2 separate regions of the Mustela lutreola genome follow, and region 1 is linked to region 2. Evidence: chromatin contacts called from public Hi-C data. All regions are on one chromosome and are shown on one strand. The core of a region is the stretch at or near the end of the contact, and the rest is flanking DNA. Distances in the headings are between cores, read along the strand shown.

Region 1 (5,715 bases), core at 2,797-5,296, 230 kb before region 2:
ACTAATTGGGGCTAACAATTCCACTCATATTCAGAATCAGAAGACCATCTGTCCTTGTTGGTTTGAAAATAATTATTTCAAAGGAGAATCACATTAATAAAGTGAAACATGACAGTGAAACTTGACTATTGTTTGACCTAGTATTTTCCAGAATCCTTCATGAACATACTAATATGCTACTGTTAGATATTTTGCCTTGTTCCTCTACTTTTCCTCAGTTTTTATCAGTGGGTATGTAACTTGATCTCATCAAGGTAGGATACGTAAATTTTAAATATGTTAGATGCTACAGAATGAATATGTTGTGGAAAACACTGGTTTGGGGTACCACTTAGAAAAAGGCATTCATGAGTATCTTCTAAATGTTTCTCAATATCTCTGCCATTGGATACAAAACTTAATTCTTTTACAAGTTTACAGATCAAAGGAATCCAGTTTTGTTGTGTTCTTATCTGGTCTATGTACTTCTGATTCTATGTATGAGGTTATATGCTAATTTCCATGACTAATTTTAAAGATTTGGGGCTAATATTTAGTTTGATTATGAAAATTACAGGAGATGAGTTTCAAACTGCATTTAGGGTTGTTGATGGAATTAGCCTCCTTAGGGGAGTGATAATTTGGAATTCTTTGATGGGGATGGAGTTATTATAGATCACTTTGAAGATAATTGCTATGGGGAGATCACCGCTACGGTGAAACTCAATGCCAGTGAACTCACAAAAACCAATAGAGGGAGATGGGGCATTGCATCATTCATTCAAGGTATTTAAAATACCAAAATTTTGGTTGATTGTGGTGATATGTACAAATTTAAAGCATCTGCTTTTTATTTACTACTCTTGCTTGCTGGAGTGAGGAATGAAGTGTGAGGATTTTTTTCTTGCTCTATGCAAATGTGGAGAGATGTAAGTAGCAGAAAGAGCTGAGCTGTTCAGGAGTCCTGGATTTCAGTCCTACCTCGTTCATTTACTAGTTCTATATTTTGTCATATGTAAGATAGAGATAGTAATATTTGACCTTGAGTTGTATAACTGAAGAAAGTACTTTGAAAATGTAAGATTATCACTTTAAAATTATAAAATATTATAATTGTGGGCAATAAAAATTTAGGTTATGTCACTGAAAAAAATATGCTGTTCTATTTTTTCCTTTTTGATGCACTTTTCTAGGTGAATGTGCCTCTTAGGAGCAATTGTCTGGGAGTGACTGGATTAAGCTTGGGCTGCACAGGCAGATTGTGCTCCCTGAAAGACTCGGAGCAGCTCAGCCAGCATGTCCACAGTATGAAGCATGAAGTACATTTATTCTGCAAAAATGATAAGTAAATATAAGATAAAAAATTTCAAGGATTCCATTTTTAATAAATGCAGCAACAAAATCAATGAATATTAAAATCATATTCAGAGTAACATGTGCCACTATTTTTCACAGATCTTATAGCACTTTGAAAAAGATATTTACATGTTGATTTGACTTGTTCCTTTTAAATATATAAAGCATTTTTTTTTAAGTGGTGAAGCCAAGAATAAAAAAAAATAAAATCAGTGACAGAAATTGGGACAAAATATACTGTCCCAAGGTATTAGAAACTTTGAACTTGAACTGAAAATGAGAAAATGGGAAGGTTATTCCAAGTTATTCCACAGTCCTGACTGAGTCCTGGGTATATATGGACCTCTGATAGTCTTGTCAAGTCACTTTCTCAGAGTCTTATGATGATGGACATGGGCCTTTATCAAAATTTCAAAGAGTTCTGAAAAATCATATAAAAGTTATACTATCTTTGTACAAAAAGGAATCAGATGTTCAGGTTATATAATAAATAGATTTATAATAAAATATAGCTAGGATTTTAAAGATTTATCTTCTATGTTTTCCTCTATATTAACATTCTGCTTGTCATCTTGCCTCAACTTAATTCCATATAAGCTCTCAAAGGCAAGAAATTTACTTTAAATACAGTATATCAGTTATGAGTTTGTATCCGGGGGGGAAAAGCCCTATTTTATATAATCCTCCTGTGATTCAATGCCATGTTGTTTTTCTTCCCAAAATGTATATTTAAAAATTATCACTTAAGAAAGGAAAGAATCTTGGCACTTAGGTGGCTCAGTTGGTTAGGCAACCGTCTTCAGCTCAGGTCAAGATCCTGAAGTCCCAGTATCAAATCCCGCTAATGCTCAGTAGGGCATCTACTTCTTCCTCTGACCCTCCCCCCCTCATGCTCTCGCTTTCAAATAAATAAATAAAATCTTTTTTAAAAAGAGAGGAAAAACTCTTTCTGTTGTGAATTTGTTTTAAAGAATATATCTTTTAACGATAACATTTCAGGTGAAATTTGGATTTTTCTTCATGTTCACTTCTTTCCTTCTTCCTTTCAGTTACCTTTACTTGGAAATTTATTTATTGCCCTTTACCAGGAGTAGCAAGGACTGGCTCATGGATTCATTAGTTGATTAATTCATTTGACTTGTGTTTTGTGGAGGGAGTAAAGATAAGGACAAATACATAAGTGATTTTTGTTGTAGTTGTCCAAGTGCAATGGAACAGCAATATCCCATAAGGCCACGAGATGGTAGTGTTGTCCACAAGAGTAGACCGTTTAGCTGTTCATTGTTCAAACTGTTTTAAAGCCCTCTGTATTTTCAGAATTCACACAGAATCTAAACTTTTAAGGTAGCAAAATTTGGATATGTTTTCCCAGTTTTTCAATCAAAAGATTTTATGTATCTATATATCCATATCTATCCATCCGATCTGTATCATATAAGGAATTAGGCTTTTCTTCTCAAGGTTTGGCACACATAGGGGCATTTTTACAATGGGATTATGAACCTATAATATTGCTTAAGGGTTGTTTTTTTTTTTTTTTTGTATCTCTTGTAGTGAAATTATAATAAGGTGATTAGGAAGAAGCTTTTTTGTCCCCCTTTCAATTCCTTACTCTTTTAAAATACCTTTTGCTTTTCTCTCTTCTCCCTACTACTGCTGTATGTACTGTGATATCTTAAGCATTGGTAATAGACCCTTGTAATTTTTAGTGCAAGATGCAATGGTTAAGAGCGTGGGATCTAATATTACACACAAAGCTGCCTTAAAAGTTTAATTGGTAATTACTGTAAATTTCTTACTCGATTGATACTTTAAATTACTCTCTGGTTCTTAGCACTAGCCTCAGAATGGAAAGTTACCAATTAAATTCGTTTACCAATGAGCGATTATTTTATCTAAGAATGATGTTATATTGCATAACTTAATGAAGTCAGCGAGGTTCTGGGGAGTGCAGTATTTCTTTTCTTCTACGGCTTGTTCCCCTCAGTTCAATGTTGCCACTCTGATACTAATTCCACATCGTCTGAACATACTGGGCTCACTGAACTATGATGAGTGTGATCACTGGAGACATCCTTAGGGAGGAGTTGTGCGAACGTTACAAAATGAATCCGGAAGGACGCTGAAACTAATGTCTACAAATTATTTACAACATGGTTATATCCCAGGCCCTCATCTACGCACTTGGGAGAAGTCAGTGAGCAAACCCCATAAAGGTCCCTGTCCTCAGGGAGCTTACAATGAAAATGGGAGGACCTATTCAATAAACAGTACATCTAAGTAAATTATACGGTATATCGATGGCGACAACTACCCCAAAAAGAGCAGAGGAGGATCCGGGGGATGATGAAGGAGCGAAGCCGGGCGCAGTACGAAGTCGGCTGGTCGGGAGAAACCGTGTGGAGGCTTGAAAGAGGCGCAGGACCCGCGCCCAGCCGACCGCCCGGGGGTGGGCGGGAGCAGGCGCGGCGGCGGGGGAAGCCGGAGCCGGAGCGGTTTCAGAGACCTTTATTAGGAATTTGCTACAGGCTGGGTTCGAACTCCAAATTAGCCTCCCAGCGAGTCAGTTCCTGGGGGATCCAGCGCCGGTGGCCTCCCAGCGCGGCCGGGGATCGCTGCGGTCAGCGCGGTCAGCTTGGCCACGGAGCGCACACCCGAGCTGCGGGCCGTGCGGACCCTTGGCGGGGCGGCTCCGCGGCCCCGGCCCTGAGCGCGCGGCGAGGCGCGGGGCGGGGCCGGCGGACGCCATCGCGTCGCTACGGGCCGGCGGCAGCGGCGGCCTGGTCAGGACGGCCGCGGCGTCCTCGCCGCTCTTCGCTCGCCCACGGCAGCCGGGCCCTCGCCCAGTCCTCCGCCTGGTCCCCCACGGCGGCGCGCGCGGCCAGGTTGGGCGGGGCGGGTTCCGGGGATGAGGAGGCGGCGGCGCGCCGAGACGATGCTCCGGAGCTGAAGAGACGCCGGCACACGGCGCGGCGGCCGAGCGCAGCGCCGACCCGCGGGATGGCTCAGCCGGCGGGCCCGGCGGGCGGCGGGGAGCCCCGGGCGGAGCCGGCGGGCGGCGAGGGGCCTCCGGACTCCGGGGCGGCTGGCGGCCCGCCGGACGCGCTGAGCCTGGAGGAGATCCTGCGGCTCTACAACCAGCCCATCAACGAGGAGCAGGCGTGGGCCGTGTGCTACCAGTGCTGCGGCTCCCTGCGCGCCGCGGACGCCGGCCGCCGCCAGCCCCGTCGCCGCGTGCGCTCAGCCGCGCAGATCCGCGTCTGGAGGGACGGCACCGTCACCCTGGCGCCCGACGACGCGGGAGAGCCGCCCCCCGCCACGGGTGAGGCCGCCGACCTGCGACTCCACCGAGACCCCTCTCCGCGGCCCCTTTCCCCTGGACGCCCCCGGCCAGGCCCTTCCGCCCCGCGACCCCCACCTCCCATGGGAGGACCCCTTCCTGCGGCCCCATTTTTCTCCCTCGTCTTCCTGGGCCCTGCTCTTCAGCTATGCGCACCCCACCTCCGATAGGAGGACCCCCACCACGGCCCCCCTTTTCCCTCGTAATGCCTGGGCCCTGCCCTTCCGCCCGGCAAACGCCCACCTCTCCAGGGAGAGCCGGGAGGAGCAGGGCCTGGGGCCGGCGGGGGGCGGGGGGTAGTGGTGCTGGCCCTGTGGTCTAGCCGGGGCTCCACGTAGGTCAGAACAGGGGCGGGGGGGACGGGCAGCGGCACAAAGAGGGGTTGTGAAGAGGGCGTCCGGGCGGGCCTGCGCCCCCCGAGTAGGGCCGCGGACCTCCCCAAGGTGCTGGTAATTGCACAGACTGTCATAGGACAGCTGCCCCCGTCTTGTTTGGGAAATGGGGTGGGTTGGGTCCTTTTCATGATAAGCTATGTATACATACTTACATGCCAGGGCTGTTTACTTGGGATGTGGTAGGTGCTAGGAAAGGTTCATGTGAGATCTCGTCAAGGATAGTTAATTCTGCTGTCAGGAAAATTACACCTTTCGGAATGAGTAGTCAGCTAATAGTTTTTTTTTTTTTTTTAAATTTGGTAACAAATTCCTTCAGTTTGGAAATATAAAAAGCCCCGAAGAGAATGTTGCTATTTTGGGAGAAACAGGAGGAGACGAAATAATGATTTCTAGCTCTTGAAAGTTAAAAATAACTACCATTTACCTGTGTGTTAAAATTTGTTGCAATGAGAAAACAGGCTTGTCAAGTCAAAAGTTGACAGGATCTCAGATAAACATAAAATGGGTTTTAGTTAGGTTATTGTCCAATGTAAATTCTTCAAGATTATCACCTACACATTATTATGTAGTTAGCGCTTACTCAGAGAGGTAATGATGATGAGGGGATTGGTAATAGGTTTCTGCTATCAGTTTTTATATATTTCA
Region 2 (6,244 bases), core at 1,171-3,670:
TGAAGAGATTATTCTTTCTTTAATTGAATGGACTTGGCACCTTTGCCAAAATCAGCTGGCCATAGATGTATAAGTTTATTTCTGGATTCTCAATTCTATCCCATGTGTCGACCCTTATGCTAGTTCCAAACAGTCTTTTTTTTTTTTTTTTTTTTTTTTAAGATTTTATTTATTTAGGGGCACCTGGGTGGCTCAGTGGGTTAAGCCTCTGCCTTCGGCTTAGGTCATGATCCCAGGATCCTGGGATCGAGCCCCACATCGGGCTCTCTGCTCAGCAGGGAGCCTGCTTCCCTCTCACTCTCTGCCTACTTGTGATCTCTCTCTCTCTCTCTGTCAAATAAATAAATAAATAAATAAAATCTTAAAAAAAATACAATGATATTTGCTTTTACATTTTTCTATTTATTTACCTATATTAGAGATCTTCATTTCTTCATATAGTTTCTGTTTGGTGTCCTTTCATCTTAACCTGAAAGATTTCCTTTAGCAATTTTTGTAGGGTAGGTCTAGTGGAAATGAGCTCCCACAGCTTTTGTTTTTCTGGAATGACTTAACTTCGCCTACATTTCTGAAGTTTTACTAGATACAGAATTCTTGGTTGACATACTCATTTTTCTTTCAGTACTTCAAATATATTATTCCCCTGCCTTCTAGCCTCCATGGTTTCTGATGAGAAATTGACTGCATATCTTATTGATGAGCTCTTGTAAGGGATGAGTTGCTTCTCCCTTGTTGCTTTCAAGATTATCTCTTTGTCTTTGGTTTCAGTGGTTTGATTATAATGTATCTCATTATACACTAGAGTCTCTTAAAGTCAAGATGGATGAACTTAGAGGGTATTATGCCAAGTAAAATAAGGCAGACAGAGAAGATTTCACTTCTACCTGGAATCAAAAAAACAAACAAACAAAACAAAGCAGACAGAGACTCATAGGTGCAGGAAGCAAACTATTGGTTACCAGAGAGGGAAGGGTTGGGGGGCTGGGTGAAATAGGTGAAGGGAATTAAGAGGTAAAAACTTCCAGTTATGAAATAAATAAGTCATGGAAACGTAATATACCGTATAGAGCATACAGTCAGTAATATTGTAATAACTTTGTATGGTGATAGATGGTTATGAGATTAATGGGGATCATTTCATAATGTATAAAAATATGAACTCACTATCATGTACATTTGAAACTAATAGGATACTGTATGTTAATAACATTCAGTAAAAAATTTTAATAATGGTATGAATTTACCATTGTTTTAAACAGTCCCCTATAGATGAATATTCTAGTTATTTCCAATAAATTGTGACTACAAACCATGCTGTAATTATTAACCTTGTGCTCACAGCATTTTATACATGTGCAAGCTGTCTGTAGGGTTCATTTCTATAAATGGAATATCCGGGTTAAGGAACACATGCATTTGACATTTAGGCAGACATTGCCAATTTCCCTTCCACACGCTGTCATCATTCTTTGTGCCCACCAGTTATTTCTGAGAACGCCTGCCAGTAGAGTGAGTTGTCAATATATTGGATTTTGCCACTGTGACAGGTAAGAAATTTCATTACCATTTCAGTGTCTGTTCTTCCAGATTTTTCCCGTCTATGTGCATACGTTAATACAATTCTGAGGCCACCTTCGTACTCCTCCTCAGCCTCATCTCCGGCCTTTCCTTTTCCTCCCCATCGGCAACATCAGCTACCACTTTTATTATACATAATACTGGCCAAGCTAACAGAAAACAGTGACATGTAAAACTTGGCTCCAGAGTCCTCTCTCTCCTCCTCAGTCACGGTGTGCGAAACAGCGTGCAGTTCCATTGAGTTCATCTGAGAATCATTTCTCTTTCAAACGGTTCCCGATGGATCCAAGCCAGATGTCACAGTCTCAACACTTTTATCATTGCATTTAGCTCACCGACTTGTGATTATTTGCATTGCTCTCCTAGGGTTAGGGATGCGTGTTAGCATCTCCAGACACTTGGGCGATGCCGTCGCTGATTAGGAGCTCAATAAAATATTTCGGGAGTGACACACCGAGTGTGAATGCCCAAAATGTCGACAATGGCCTCGCGCCGAAACAAGGAAAGATCCGTTTGTCTGGGACCGCAGCAGCCTGCCCGGCTCTCTGCTGGCTGCTACGAGCTGGCCCCGCCCCGCAGCCCTCGCCTCCGCTCGCCCTTCTACCCTACGGCCACGCCTCCAACCCCGCCCCCAACGTCCCGCCCTCCTCCCCGCCCACCAGCCCTACGCTCCTCCCTCTAGGCCCACTACCTTGCCCGCCCTCCCCCTCCACCCCGCCCACTGCCCGCTGTCGCCCTCGACGCTCCTCCTCTTTCGACCGCGCCGCTCGCGTAGCGAGGACGCTCCGGAGCCGAAGGAACGGCCCTAGACCCCTGCGCCCGCTCTGCGGCTGACGTCAGCACGCCGGGAGGGGTGGAGCTGGGAGAAGACGCGCGCGTCGAGAGCGTGGGCTCGCCTGTGAGCCGGAGACCCGCAGCGCGGTTCGCTGGTTGTTCCGACCCGGTTCCCGCGGCCGGAGTCGGTCCGTCGCCACCTCTCCGGCCGCAGAGCCGCGCCTGCGCAGCGCCCCCGGCCCGAGCAGGCGGCGCCGGCGGCCATGGCGCACCGCTGCCTGCGGCTGTGGGGCCGGGGAGGCTGCTGGCCCCGCGGCCTGCCCCCACTGTTCGTGCCTGGTGGCCGCCTGGACCCCACCGAGCGGTCCTACCTCCGGACGGTGAGTCCCGGGGGCCCAGCGCCCTCCGCCCCCGGCCCGGCTCGACCCTCCGGCCTGCTTCCGGCCCGGGAGAGCAGGGCGTCAAGGTCACCGGCCCCCGGGCGCGCTCGCGCCTGTCCGGGCGTCTGGGGCGGGTTCCTCGCGTGAATGAGGCCGCGTGCGCTGCGTGTTCCGGGCCAGGACGCCCAGCGTTTCAGATCGGTTTTATCCCGTGGTTCCCGTAAGCACGCTGTGCGTCTCAGAGCCTGGGTGTAGAATTGGATTTTTGAAAACAGAATCAAATACTTTTGCGTCAAGGAGCTTCAAAAAGATCATCCGGGAGGGTCCTCTGACTTCATTCAGGACGAACCCATTTTACAGATAGAGTAGATGAGACCTGAAAACGTTAAGGAACTTGTCTGTCGTATCTCCAGTGTAGCTTACCTTTCTTTCACCTGCTCTCATGGTATGGAAAAGTAGCAGCTGTTGTGCGTGTGTTTTAAGCGTTGGCAACGTGAGCGTGATCTGAAAGCACAGGTTTCGGAGGTAAGCTACGCAGCCTCTCTCAGCCTCCATCTCTCCATCTGTAGAAGGGGGCTGCTGCCATTCTGGATCTGGCACATAGTAGATAATACATATTAACTATGATTATTAATAACATCATCTCAGAGTAGAGAATGTGCTTTTTGTTGTATAAGAAGGCCCGTCTTCAGTTGGAGGCTGTTTTTCTGTTGGTAAGGAGCAGATAACAGGGCTCCCACGTGGGGGCGGTGGTAGTACGTTTTTCTGAAGTGATGGTAGCCTGTTCTCACGGGACAGTGGCAGTAATCTGTCAAGTAAAGGTTCGTGTCATGGGTGGGTAGTCAGTATCATCTATTTCAGCCACATGGTCTCTTGCTGTCTGCCAGTTTTTTAGAGACCAACCTTGGCATTGGTTTGCTTAGGGCCAAGGGGCAAATGAACACGGTGATTAAGGCCCAGAGTCAGTCACAGGAACCTGTCACTTACTAGCCAGATGCCTTTGAGGAAATTATCTCAGCCTCTCCACTGAAAATGGAGCCTTCATGATTTTCTTTGAAAATGTTGCCAGTCTTGGAGTATCTTCATCTCTGTCTTACACGCCTGCCCTGCGCTAGGCCTAACGTTTGCGTCACATTGTGTTGCCATCTTACCATGCCCTCTCCTTTCGTCCCTAGTGAATACTGGACTCAGACAAGTAAGAAGCAGATAGGGATCTGCCCTTTGATTTTGCAGTTATGATGTCAGGAATCTTACCTGAACACCTTTTCTTTTTTGAGTGGCACTGTTGTCCTGTGAGTCTTGGATGCTTAGGTCTAAGGAAGTCCCCTGTGCTGACAGCAGTAGCTGATTGATCAGGGGTCTGTGACACATTCCTGGTGTTGCTTAGAAGATCTCTATGGGGACATTAGGGCATTGCTAGGGAGTCTGAAAGAACAGATTTGCCTTTAGGTTTGTGCCACTAGTAAAGGTCAGACACAGAAGAAGTACGATTCTCACATTTTTTCCGGGGAAAAGATTTTGGTATGAGATGTCCATTCTCAGATTTTATGCTCAGAGGAATAAAGACTGATGAAAAAGCTGCTAAACTGTACACATATTGGCAAACCTAAAAGCTAATCCTCTAATATGAGGTGCTCTAAACTTAAATTTTATGAGTTGATATTTTTTATCTTATCTTTTGAATGGGCTTGGGTTAGATAAGCAGAGAATAGTTTCAGTGATGGTGCCCTTAGAGAAAATAACCTCAGCGTTAAAAGCAGGTTCAGGATTATTGCTAGAGGTATTCTAGGTTAACACAATTTGAAAATAGAAGAGAGTTTATTGGTCAGTAAATGTTTATGGTGTATATGCCTTATGCCCAATTCTGTACTTTACAGTGACATAAAGATTTACTTTATATGGTGATGTAAAGAACCCTTACTTTCCAGGGGCTTTCAAAATAATTGGAAATGGTAATTTAAATCGAGGTATCACCATATGATTTTAACAGTGCTTTTACATACGTAACTACATTTGATCCTCATGGTGGCATGCCTGGGAACTAGCTGTTTTCTCCCATTACAGATGTGTAGGTGAAGTTCTTAATAAGAGATGTGTTAAAGATGTCATTCAAAAATTGAGATTTCTGGCTTTAACAAAACTAAAAGTTCTGACACCGTCTGCCTGGTGATTACAGGTTCTTTGAATCCCAGGCCTAGATGTCGCTTTTCTTATGACATCCTTAGGTCCCCTGAACATGTAATCCCTTCCTCCTGTGCTCCCTGTGTACTTGCATGTACTTGGAGGTTTTGTAGTGCTTGTGTATTACACCATCCTGCAGTAGGTCTGTCCTCAGGACTCTCTCCCCTACACTTCTGAGTTTCTTGGAGGTAGGGATCGGTTCTGACTTCCAGACCCCCAGCACTTAGCAGCGCGTGGCCTGGAATAGATGGTTCAGTGGATCAGTGTGACTTACTGTTGCCTTATCCACCTTGCCTAACAGGTTATCTTAATCTAAGTGGATTTGGTATTGGAAAAGCCTTATTTACTTTCGATACATTCTTGCTTATTCTTAGTGGTGTTTTCTTAGGCCAAGTGCTCTCAGGGGTCAGGGAGGGCCTAACACAACAGAAGCTCCAAATTCTGTCAGACCAGCATTGCTGTCAACCAAGATCAGTGTCAGTGCTTCTGTCCTATTTTGCTGTGTAGAATTGTGTATTAATTTGAAGTTAAATCAGCTTATTCTTTATTTCTTATTGACTTTTTTATTCCCATCCCATAAAACTAATCATTTTAAAGTGTACAATTCACATGGTTATACAACCCTACTACTATCTAATTCCAGAACATTTCATCACCCCCAGAAAGAAGCCTTGTAACCCCATTTGTCTGCAACCAGTCCTCTAGTCCTAGGCAACTGCCAGTCTACTGTCTTTGGATTTGTCTATTTTGGACATTTCATATGGGTGAAATTACATAATATGTGGCCTTTGTGTCTGATTTCTTTAAGTTAACATGAGCATTTCATGAGCTTGTCACATGAGCATTAACATTTCTTAAGTTAACATGAGCATCTTTAATTTAACATAAGCATAATGTTTTAAGATTTATCCATGTGGTAGCATGTATCAGTGCTTCATTCATTTTTATGGCTGAGTAATATTCCATTGTTTAGTATACCACATATCAGCACTTGATGGACATTTGGGTTGTTTCCCCTTTTTGGCTCTTGTGGATAATGCTGTTATGAACATTCACGTACAAGGTTCTGTGTGGACATGTTTTCCATTTTCTTGGGTTGGAGTGGACTGACCAGATCACATTGTGACTCTGCATGTAACATTGAGAATGCTGAACTTCTACAAAGTGGCTACACCGCTTCCCATTGTCACCAGTTCCCGGCGGCTCTGCCTTTTCCACTTTCTCTACGTTCTCACCAGCACTTTTAATTGTCTTTTTGATTATAGTCACCCTGGCAGATGTGGTTTTGTGTTGTTCTGTTCCTCCCATCAGACCCAAATGAGGCAATGCTG

What was found. Hi-C and Micro-C count contacts between places; a contact is called where the count stands out from the background.
Region 1: a contact with region 2 is called in a Hi-C map of blood, with 6 times the contacts expected there. The contact joins the promoter of SPIRE1 here to the promoter of AFG3L2 in region 2. A contact is called at or near these places in 2 of 2 Hi-C or Micro-C datasets (blood and an unstated tissue).

The regions. Positions count from the first base shown.
Region 1 is chr11:60,765,534-60,771,248 of mMusLut2.pri, reverse strand. It overlaps SPIRE1 (spire type actin nucleation factor 1), which reads left to right and starts at 4,046. Exons shown (of 18, transcript XM_059138678.1): 1 at 4,046-4,657. The coding sequence starts at 4,336. It overlaps CEP76 (centrosomal protein 76), which reads left to right. Exons shown (of 13, transcript XM_059139478.1): 13 at 1,173-1,257. The coding sequence ends at 1,189.
Region 2 is chr11:60,530,894-60,537,137 of mMusLut2.pri, reverse strand. It overlaps AFG3L2 (AFG3 like matrix AAA peptidase subunit 2), which reads left to right and starts at 2,420. Exons shown (of 17, transcript XM_059140795.1): 1 at 2,420-2,732. The coding sequence starts at 2,616.